Linked DNA regions of Ovis aries: region 1 is linked to region 2. Evidence: chromatin contacts called from public Hi-C data. All regions are on one chromosome and are shown on one strand. Each heading gives the region's core, a stretch centred on a gene start, on an enhancer-like site or on the middle of the called end of the contact. The rest is flanking DNA. Distances are from core to core; before and after follow the strand shown. Region 1 has its middle 330 kb from the start of NSG2. Region 2 holds the start of NSG2 (neuronal vesicle trafficking associated 2).

Region 1 (5,440 bases), core at 1,015-3,514, 330 kb before region 2:
GTCCCCAATCCTTCCCAGCATCAGAGTCTTTTCCAATGAGTCAAGTCTTTGCATGAGGTGGCCAAAGTACTGGAGTTTCAGCTTCAGCATCATTCCTTCCAAAGAAATCTCAGGGCTGATCTCCTTCAGAATGGACCGGTTGGATCTCCTTGCAGTCCAAGGGACTCTCAAGAGTCTTCTTCAACACCACAGTTAAAAGCATCAATTCTTCGGCTCTCAGCTTTCTTCACAGTCCAACTCTCACATCCACACATGACCACAGGGAAAACCACAGCCTTGACTAGACAGACCTTTGTTGGCAAAGTAATGTCTCTGCTTTTGAATATACTATCTAGGATGGTCATAACTTTCCTTCCAAGGAGTAAGCGTCTTTTAATTTCATGGCTGCAGTCACCATCTGCAGTGATTTTGGAGCCCCCCAAAATAAAGTTTGACGCTGTTTCCACTGTTTCCCCATCTATTTCCCATGAAGTGATGGGACCGGATGCCATGATCTTCGTTTTCTGAATGTTGAGCTTTAAGCCAACTTTTTCACTCTCCTCTTTCACTTTCATCAAGAGGCTTTTTAGTTCCTCTTCACTTTCTGCCATAAGGGTGGTGTCATCTGCATATCTGAGGTTATCGGTATTTCTCCCGGCAATCTTGATTCCAGCTTGTGCTTTTTTCAGCCCAGCATTTCTCATGATGCATATAAGTTAAATAAGCAGCGTGACAATATACAACCTTGACGTACTCCTTTTCCTATTTGGAACCAGTCTGTTGTTCCATGTCCAGTTCTAATTGTTGCTTCCTGACCTGCATATACGTTTCTCAAGAGGCAGGTCAGGTGGTCTGGTATTCCCATCTCTTTCAGAATTTTCTACAGTTTCTTGTGATCCACACAGTCAAAGGCTTTGGCATAGTCAATAAAGCAGAAATAGATGTTTTTCTGGAACTCTCTTGCTTTTTTGATGATCCAGCGGATGCTGGCAATTCGATCTCTGGTTCCTCTGCCTTTTCTAAAACCAGCTTGAACATCTGGAGGTTCACGGTTCATGTATTGCTGAAGCCTGGTTTGGAGAATTATAAATCAACTATATTTCAATAAAAATTTTAAAAATAAAAATAAAACAAGTCAGGAAACCCAGGTGCTTCGACAGGTAGGAGAAACAGAGCTGACTGCTCAATATACTTCAAATTCTGAAAAGCAAAAGATCCCATAATCAAAATCAAAATGTTTGGGGAAAACGTTACATATGCGAGAGTCAATTGTTCCCAGTATATGAAGAAATCCTACAAAGTGATAAATAAGAGGCAAACAATGAATCTAAAATTGAACAAAAAATATGAACAAGCAAATCTTTTTGTAATTAGGGAAGTGCAAAATAGAAGAAAATGAAATATTGCTTCCACCCCTTATATTTGCAACATTCAAAAGAATGGTCAATCTGATTCTGATGTGGAGATTAAGTATGTAAATGTTAGTGGCTCAGTTATGTCAGATTCTTTGCAACCCCATGAACTGCCCTCCAGGCTCCTCTGTCCATGGAATTCTCCAGACAAGAATACTAGAGTGGGTAGCCATTCCTTCTCCAGGGAATCTTCCTGACCCAGGGTTCAAACCCTGGTCTCCTGCATCACAGGCAGGTTCTTTACCCTCTGAGCCATCAGGGAAGCTCTGATGTGGGGAGTGGTCCTCCTCTTACAATGGTGTGGGAGTGCTGATGGCTATAATCGTTTTAGAAGGAATTCTGGGGGAAAAAAATACTGTAGGTTCATAAACACGTATCTTTTGGCCCAGGAATACCACTCTTGAAAAACCTACCCACTAGATATTAAAACACACACATGGAAATGCACTGAACGTGGAGACACAAGAGGAGGAAGCTACCTGGGAGTTTCTGGGACTAGTGTGGGGGATAGGGGAGAGAGTGCAAGTAAATCGAGGTAATCTCTCCAGTGAATCACTGTGCACCTGTTACCCAGCAGAAGACCTAGGGAGATGGCCAAGATGCTTAGGTAAAAATAACAAACTGAAGAGAAGTGTATGAGGCACACTCTTATTTGTGGTCAAACAGAAAGCCCCCAAAGACATGAATGAATACATGAGCACAGAGGAATCCTGTATTTCAGCAGAGTCCCAAGCCTGCTCAGCCCTGAAGTCTCCACAGCCCTGAGCACAAGGGACGCCTCCGAGCGGTTCCCACACAGGGGCGGCCACGCTGGGAGCATCTGCGCCCTGGAAATTGGCAAATGCTGGGTATGTTCCGGTTTTATGCCCTGGAAGCCAGTAGTTAACTGTGACCAGCACATTGCTGCCACAAGGGGGCCGGAAAGGGGAACAAACACTGTCTGCAGAAGCTCCCAAAGACCTACTTACTCTTCACACTAGGAAATAGACAAATACAGATTAATTTTTATAGCACACAGGGGACCCATCCAGGCTCCATCAAAGGAACACGGTTCTTTCAGGAGGAGCCTGTGGTCTGTGTAGCCTGAGCCACTGCACCAAGGGCTATGCTGCATCTTGGCCACTTGAGGGCAGTATAGCCACAGTCAAGTCCCCGCACGGCCTGGGTGACGCTCCCAGCTTCTGCCAGAAGCCGGGCTTCTCAGCTCCTCCCCGCCCTGGGACCCTCCCCGTAAGGGGAGGCGGGGAGAAAGGAGGGAGAAGACTCAACCTTAGTTTACTTACGGAGAAGGCAATGGCACCCCACTCCAGTACTCTTGCCTGGAAAATCCCATGGGCGGAAGAGCCTGGTAGGAGGCAGTCCATGGGATCGCTAAGAGACACGACTGAGCGACTTCACTTTCACTTTTCACTTTCGTGCTTTGGAGAAGGAAATGGCACCCCACTCCAGTGTTCTTGCCTGGAGAATCCCAGGGATGGGGGAGCCTGGTGGGCTGCCGTCTATGGGGAAGCACAGAGTCGGACACGACTGAAGTGACTTAGCAGTAGCAGTAGTTTACTTGAGCCGGAAGGATGTTGATTTCAGAGGTGGGGATAACAGTAATAGCCTTTCAGCCTGTGTGCTTGGTCACCCAGTCGTGTCCGACTCTTGCAACCCCACGGACTGTAGCCCACCAGGTTCCTCTGTCCATGGGATTCTCCAGGCAAAAATACCGGAGTGGGTTGCCATTTCCTTCTCCAGGGGATCTTCCCGACCCAGGAATCGAACCTGAGTCTCCTGCATTGCAGGCAGACTCTTTACCAACTGAGCTACAAGGGAAGACCACTAAAATGAAAACCACTCAGTCATGTCGGACTCTTTGCAACCCCACAGACTATACAGCCCATGGAATTCTCCAGGCCAGAATACTGGAGCGGGTAGCCTTTCCCTTCTCTAGGGGATCTTCCCAACCCAGGGACTGAACTTAGGTCTCCTGCATTGCAGGTAGATTCTTTACCAGCTGAGCCACAAGGGAAGTCCGCCTGCTCAGCCTGTTACCATGTAAACCACGTGGTCCCCCTTGCAGTGTGGGAGCCATTGCAAGATCATGAGCCTCAGTCTCTCCATCTGGAACCACAGAGGATCCACAGAGGATGATAGTACTGCTGTCAGGGGGCTTTGTGACAATTAAATAATATGACCTGTCAAGAGTTAAGTACTATTTTATAGAGTAAAACACTGACTGACATGGAGAAGTGACTGACCAAGGCTGCACAGTGAGTGGGGTCTGGTCACGGGACTTGGTCTCGTCTGCATAACGGCACAAAGCTCTCCTCCCCGACCTGGCACAGCAGAGATGATGGAGAGTCTGCAGGCTGCTCTGGGGCCCGAGCCACTCTGCCCCCCACCCCTACCAGGGTAGGCCACCTGGGACTCCGTGTTCCCCTCTCTGAGCACGACTCCTTCCTTGTAAAGTGAGGCTTGTAACCACAGAGGTGGTGTGGGATCCAGAGACAGGGGCATGGAGCTCTTCATAACAAGCTGTCCCTTCAGCTCTTCATTCAACTTGCATGCGCTCCAAATGCACAGAAGGCTGCGTAAGGGTGTGGGGTGAACCCCCTGATTTTGCCATAATGGGCTCCTGATCTGGAGAGGGAAGACTGATTGAGGCTGTTCCCTCCTCTGGGCGTGAGTGTTGTTATTTGGCAGGGTCAGGCATTTAGTGGGTGGGCAAGGCACCTGTTAGCACCCTTCTCCTTCCGACCTCCCCACCAAATGCTCAAACACATGTTGTTGTTACTGTTTGGTCACTCACTCGTGCCCAGTTCTTTGCAACCCCACGGACTGTAGCACACCAGGCTTCCCTGTCCTTCACTGTCTTCTGGAGTTCACTAAAATCCATGCCAAATGAGTCGGTGGTGCCATCTAAACATCTCATCCTCTGCCATCCCCTTCTCCTATTGCATTCAATTTTTGTCAGCACCAAAGTCTTTTCCAATGAGCTGGCTCTTCACATCAGGTGGCCAAAGTATTGGAGCTTCAGCAACAGTCCTTCCAATGAATATTCAGGATTGATCTCCTTTAGGATTGACTGGTTTGATCTCCTTGCGGTCCAAGGGACTCTCAAGAGTCTTCTCCAGCACGAAAATTTGAAAGCATCAGTTCTTTGGTGCTCAGCCTTCTTTATGGCCCAACTCTCACATCCATACATGACTACTGGAAAACCAATAGATTTGACTATATGGACCTTTTTTGGCAAAGTAATGTCTCTGCTTTTTAATATATCATCTAGGTTGGTCATAGATTTCCTTCCAAGGAACAAGCGTCTTTTAATTTCACGGCTGTGGTCACCATTCACAGTGATTTTGGAGCCCAAGAAAATAAAGGCTGTCACTACTTCCACTTTTTTCCCCTTTTATTTGTCATGATGTGATGGGAACAGATGCCATGATCTTAGTTTTTTGAATGTTGAGTTTCAAGCCAGCTTTTTCACTCTCCTTTCACCCTCATCAAGAGGCTCTTTAGTTTGTCTTCACTGTCTGCCATTAGAGTGGTGTCATCTGTATATCTGAGATTGATACTTCCCCCAGCAAACTTATTCCAGCTTGTGATTCATCCACCCCAGCGTTTTGCATGATGTACTCTGCATATAAGTTAAATAAACAGGGTGACAATATACAGCCTTGGCGTACTCCTTTCTCAATTTTGAACTAGTCCGTTGTTCCGTGTCCAGTTCTAACTGTTGTTCTTGATGAGCATACAGGTTTCTCAGCAGACAGGTAGTCGTGGTACTCCCATTTCTTTAAGAACTTTCCACAGTTTATTGTGATCGACACAGTCAAAGGCTTTAGCATAATCAATGAAGCAGAAATTGATGTTTTCCTGGAACGCCCTTGCTTTCGCCATGATCCACTGGATGTTGGCAATTTGATCTTTGGTTTCTTTGCCTCTTCAAAACCCAGGTTGTACATGTGGAAGTTCTTGGTTCGCACATGCTCAAAAGCATACATGGACGCACACGTACGCGTGCACATGTGCACACGAACACAGATGTTGAGTCTTCATTCGTG
Region 2 (5,848 bases), core at 443-2,942:
TGCTTTTACCATGATGCTTTATATTAATTTAAGTCTCATATTGATGAGGGATTTTGTAATGTGTGTTTTTATAACTAACTTCCAGGGTAGGAACAGGGCTTTAGCAGGTGCAAACTAAATGCTTGTTGGACTGCATCCAATTCTCTGACCTCAGATTTGTAGCAGTCAATTTTTAAAAGACCTTCCCCAAATAATCAAGACCATTTTCTTTTTGTTCAAATCTGGAAGCTTATTAGTATTCATCCACTATGATAAAACTTTTTAAAAGAAAGGTTAATTTTTTTGCCTACATATGTGAACAAAATCATGAACAAGCACTTACCATAAACCTGAAACAACACAAGAGGTGTCATGTCTCTAGAAGGAATACCTACATTTTACAAGAAGGGGAACGTATTTGGCTGATAAGGGAAGGAAAGGGTTTGAGGGAGGTGGAATTTTCTTGCTGCTTTATTTCCTGAGATGAGGGGAGCACGGGGAGCACGGGGGCTGCTGATGAGAACCAGAGCACCTGCTTTACCTTTTCCGGAGCAGGCAGCTGTAAGTGATTAACCTCCAGGGGCGTGATGAGAGGGACGGTCTGGAAGCCGTCCTCAACTGAAGGTGGTTTGGCTCCCTTCTCACTGGGGTTACTGTTCAGCTTCACCATTCTGATGCCTTTCTTCCCAGACCTAAGACAAGCAGTAGAATTCTAGTTATAGTGGGGAGAGAGGCAGGAAAGAGAGGGCTGACGACAGAGAAGACAGCGCTGCCCTCAACAGCTCCACTCTGGCGGCTTCAGTGTAGACACCATCATCGGTCTTCCGCTAGATTTCCTGACATGATCCCTATTATCCAGGAAAACTTCTTTAATCATCAAGAAATGCCACCTGCCTATGGCACTCACCAGCTTTCAAATTTGAGAAACTCAAGGAAAATCCCAGTCTTATACACAAAATATACAACCTTAAAAATATAGCCAAGACACAGAGCTAACATAATCACATAATCTCAGTGGAAAGCTAATTCTTAGTGAAAAAATAAATCCTATTATTCTGGGTCATCCTGCAGTATGATAAATTTCACCTTACCATCTTGATTGCTATTTTATTATATTGTGTTTCCCCCCATTAATCTCCCTAAAATACAATAAATACATTCAATGCCTCTATGTGTAGTATACCCTTTTACACAATATGTAGGTTGTACAGGAGATACAATTTCTTAAAACAAAAAAGGACTGGCTTGAACCTGATCCTGATTCAGCCATGGAATGCCTCCATTTCCTCAATAGCAAAGGGCCATTTTTTTTTTTTTTGGTTCCACGGAAAGTTAGCAACCCCCGTATTGCAAGATTGCCAACTAAATAAACAAATCACATTTATTTCTTTCCAGCTCCCTTGGAAGTCAAACGGTGTTCCCACCCCACCCCCAGAAGCCCAATACAACTGAATTCTTCTTGTCAATCCTGCTGACTGGAACATTATTAGACAAAATAGGGTTGTTGTGGGGGTGAAAGGGATGGGCAAGGGTTGGAGGATACTGGGGAGTGGTTATAGCAAAAACAAATGCCTACTTACTGTGCAGCACTCTCAGGGGTCAGAGCAGATTCAAACCAGTTTGAAGAGGAGGACGGCCGGGAGTCCTGCCTCCTCAGCCGGAGCTTGTGGTGCTGAAAGGACAGCGCCTTGCGTGCGTCTGGATTGGGAGCTTCTGAGAGCGAGGCGCCAGCGAGCGGGCTCCTGGCAGCTGTCTGCCCGCTTGCTCGTTCGCTCGCTCGCTCGCGCCCCCTCCCACCGGGAAACGGGCTCCCACACCATCTGTCATCTGGCACCACCTGCTGTTTCTCATGCATGGCCACAACCACAGCATGGGACAAAATGGTTTCAAGAAAGTGGGAGGGATTCTGGCCATTAAAAAAAGAAAGAAAGAAATTAATAGGCACCGTCTTATTATACAAGCAATCCTTGAGCCTTTAGAAAAACTGGAGGAGGCGGCATACTCATTAAGAAAAGGGACCACGCCGAAGATTTTCCAGGACAATATTATGAAAGACAGAATTGTTCAGGACTTAACTCCGTGCTCTGACCTGTGTATGGAAAGAAGGAGAACTAATATTTATTGAGTATCTCCCATGCACTGGGCCCTTTTCCAGGTTATTTCAGACTATTTCTCTCATTTGCAAATTGCGATTTCTAATAGTGCCTACATGATGGGGTTAGAGTGAAGTGTGAATGTGATAACTTGCAGAAAGCATTTAGCTCAGAGCAAGGTGCCTGACTAGCAGTGCACAAGCGTAAGCACCTTTTCTCACAATGCTGTGACCATGCAGGTCAGCTAAGGTCACAGAGCTAGCTGAGCACCAGGTATCTGAACCCTGATCCACTGCTGTCAAAGCGTGTATGCAGTCCACATGACAGAGCTTCTAGGTTGGCGTCTGGAATCAGAGAGGGCAAAGTGCTGGAGTCAGTTCTACGAAGTTTCGGTTGTGGGGACATTTTGAATTCCCTCTCCAAGCCTTCTTTATCTCTGATGTGGGTATAATAACGTCTCCCTTGCCAAGCAGTTGTGAATATGAGAAGATATTGCACTCAAGGAAGCCCCTTTCAGCTCAGGGACAGGGTTCTGAATGGTTAAACTGTTTCATCCCTGGAGATTGCTCTTACATGCCCTTTCAATCCTCTGAGGTCAAGACTGTTTCCACTAGTTTCTCCCAGACGTATCCACACCACCACTGGCCATTCATTCCCAGCTGCAATGCTGTTTATGATGTACTTCATAAGGTCTTGGTGTAAGTAATAGCATCCTCTTTCACTGTCAAAAGTATCCCAGCTTGCATGATAAATTATTTGGTCACCTTGGTTGGTGTTCACATATGGAGCATAGCATACACTCTCCTAGTTAAAATGCCAGGAGAAAACACATATATTACCTGTACTGTTTAGGAATGAAATGGGTGTGTGTGTATGTGTGTGTGTGAATGTGTGTTTGTATATAGAAAAAGAGATGTTTCTGAGACAATAGAGGCTATATTGCATCAGAGCTGAGTAGGACACTTCTATTAATAGAAGAATGCATACATATAAGAGGGAGGTATTCCAATAAATGTGAGCCCTCCATTCCCTGCTTTCCCAAAGACCTGGGTGATTTTCAGGTGCAAGCACTAAGGGCAACATAATGGAAGCAGCTGTGAACACTTGTACTTGATCCTATTATGCTGCCTCCAAAGGAAAAGGGAAGTCCCTTTAACACAGCTTATGACAGAGTCACAAGCAGAGAACCACAGGACCTGAGAATCTAGTAAGGTCTAGGATAAGGGCCTGCCTCGTGTAAAATCCAGGATTCTTGATATTTGAGGCCAGGAGAGAGGGTGCAGAAAGAAATGGGGGTCTGCAGTGATGTAGAGAAGCCCCCTGTTGGAGAATGATATGAGGGGTGTTTAATATAATGGACAATTATTCTCTCGTAGAGCCCTGGAAAAGATGTTTGACAATTGACAACAAAAATAATGACATTTTGTCATGAGGTTCTCCAAGTATGCGGATGTAGATGTAGTATATAAGACAATAAGTAAAGGGTAAAGGGGCCAATCTGATGGTATTATTTCTGCATTCCACTTGAAGTGGTAAAGTATTGATTCCAATTAAACTGTAAAAATTTAAGTATGCTTATTGTAATCCCTAGCATAACCAAAAATACCAAAAGGAAAGTCCAAAATGTGACATATAAGTTTCAATGAAATACAATAAAAATAAAGTTCAAATAGCCCAAAAGAAGGCAGGAAATGGAACACAGAGGTACGGGGTTAGGCTTTCGGCTTTCAGCTCAGAGGAAGTCACGGTGCAACTTTTCTTCTCTCCTCCCACATCTGAGTTTATCTGACACCAGCTGCCTCTGTCATGCTGCCCAAGTTTGACCCCAATGTGATCAAAGTCATGAAACAGGTTCAATAGTGAAGAAGTTAGTACCACATCTTCCCTGACCCCCAAGATCATCTTTCTGGGTCTGTCTCCAAATACAATGTTAGTGATGACATCACCAAGACAACTGGTTACTGAAGGGTCGAAGGATTTCAGAGAAACTGACCGGACTCAAAAGAGACAGGTGAGATTAAATCGCAGCTCTGTCACTTGCTATATTTCTGATTTAGGTAAAAGTTACCTAACCTCTCTATGCCTGGATGTCCTAATTGTAAATTGATGGTACTAGCAATAATTCGGAGAAGGCAATGGCATCCCACTCCAGTACTCTTGCCTGGAAAATCCCATAGATGGAGGAGCCTGGTAGGCTGCAGTCTATGGGGTCACTAAGAGTCAGACATGACTGAGTGACTTCACTTTTTCCACTTTCCACTTTCATGCATTGGAGAAGGCAATGGCAACCCACTCCAGTGTTCTTGCCTGGAGAATCCCAGGGAGAGGGGAGCCTGGTGGGCTGCCGTCTATGGGGTCGCACAGAGTCGGACACGACTGAAGTGACTTAGCAGCAGCAGCAGCAGCAATAATTCACAGAGTCATTATAAGGATTGGATAAGTATATTTATATATATATGCATATATACATATATATCACTATAAATATACATATGTATGTATATATATGAAGAAAGCTTTCCTTGGTAGCTCAGATGGTAAAGCGTCTGCTTACAATGCAGGAAAACTGGGTTCGATCCCTGGGTCAGGAAGATCCCCTGGAGAAGGAAATAGCAACCCACTCCAGTATTCATGCCTAGAGAATCCCATGGACCAAGGAGCCTGTGGGGCTACAGTCTGTGGGGCCGCAGAGCCGGACACCACTGAGGGGCTTCACTTTCACTTTCATGTTATATATATGGGCTTCCCTGGTGATAAAGAATCCGCCTGCAATGCGGGAGGCCTGGGTTTGATCCCTGGGTTGGAAAAACCCCCTGGAGGAGGGCATGGCAACCCACTGCAGCATGCTTGCCTGGAGAATCCCCATGGACAGAGGAGCCTGGTGGGCTACAGTCCATGGGGTGCAAAGAGTCAGACATGACTGAGCAACTAAGCACAGCAAACACACACACACACACACACACACACACACACACACACTGCATAGAACAATAACTAAAAGTGAAAAACAAGTATTTATTCTTATTATTCAATTATTAGATAATCATTTTTTATAACTAGCTTTCAGGGCTTTTTTTAGTTTCATAACCTATCAATTTATTTTTTAAAATTATTTTCTTATTCTTTACTCCCTTGTTTTTATCCCATTTTTCTGTTTTGAGCTTCCCCAGATAAATATCTAGTTTTGATTTGCTTTCTGTTTTATAATGAAAGAAATTAATGCTATTACTTTAATGTATCTCTGATTAGTGATGCTTTTTATTATCCTCCTTCAAATAGTAACTGAGTATTTGCGTCTTTAACTCAAGTCATTCAGTAATAGAGTTTTGTTTCATTTTAATTTTTAAATGTTTGACTTTCACGGTTGCTAATTTATATCTCTTGAGACTAGTTTCTAGTTTCACTGCATGTAGTCCAAGACTGTTTTCTGTATATTTTCTGCTTTGGGGAATGTATTAAAGTTTCTTTGTAGCCTAGCATATGAACTGTTTCAGCTAAAATCCTCTGAGCATAAGGAAAGAAATCATATTCTATATAAATACAGATTATTATACATAACTATTAAGTCAAGTCTCTTCCTTAAGTTATTTAAATCTTCTATACTCTCATTGATTTTTTACTTATTTATCTATCAAGAAATGAGAGAGGGGTGTTGCTATTTTCCATGATTGCTGTGGTATTTCTCCTTGATGCCACATCTTACAGGTTTTGCTTATAGATGTAAACCTATTCAGTTCAGTTCAGTTCAGTCACTCAGTCGTGTCTGACTCTTTGTG

What was found. Hi-C and Micro-C count contacts between places; a contact is called where the count stands out from the background.
Region 1: a Hi-C map of hypothalamus shows a contact between it and region 2, with 8 times the contacts expected there. The contact joins the enhancer-like site here to the promoter of NSG2 in region 2. A contact is called at or near these places in 6 of 16 Hi-C or Micro-C datasets (blood, hypothalamus, liver and 3 more).

What each region holds. Positions count from the first base shown.
Region 1 is chr16:6,241,190-6,246,629 of ARS-UI_Ramb_v3.0, reverse strand. No RefSeq gene overlaps it. Among named protein-coding and RNA genes, the nearest start is that of NSG2, 330 kb to the right of the region's middle. Within about 2 kb of position 2,264, at least 10 of the 54 cell types and tissues checked have an H3K27ac peak or open chromatin away from gene starts, as enhancers often do. A contact at or near this core is called in hypothalamus and liver, where this site is marked.
Region 2 is chr16:5,913,595-5,919,442 of ARS-UI_Ramb_v3.0, reverse strand. NSG2 (neuronal vesicle trafficking associated 2) reads right to left here and starts at 1,692. Exons shown (of 5, transcript XM_042233680.2): 1 at 1,560-1,692; 2 at 521-671. The coding sequence starts at 649.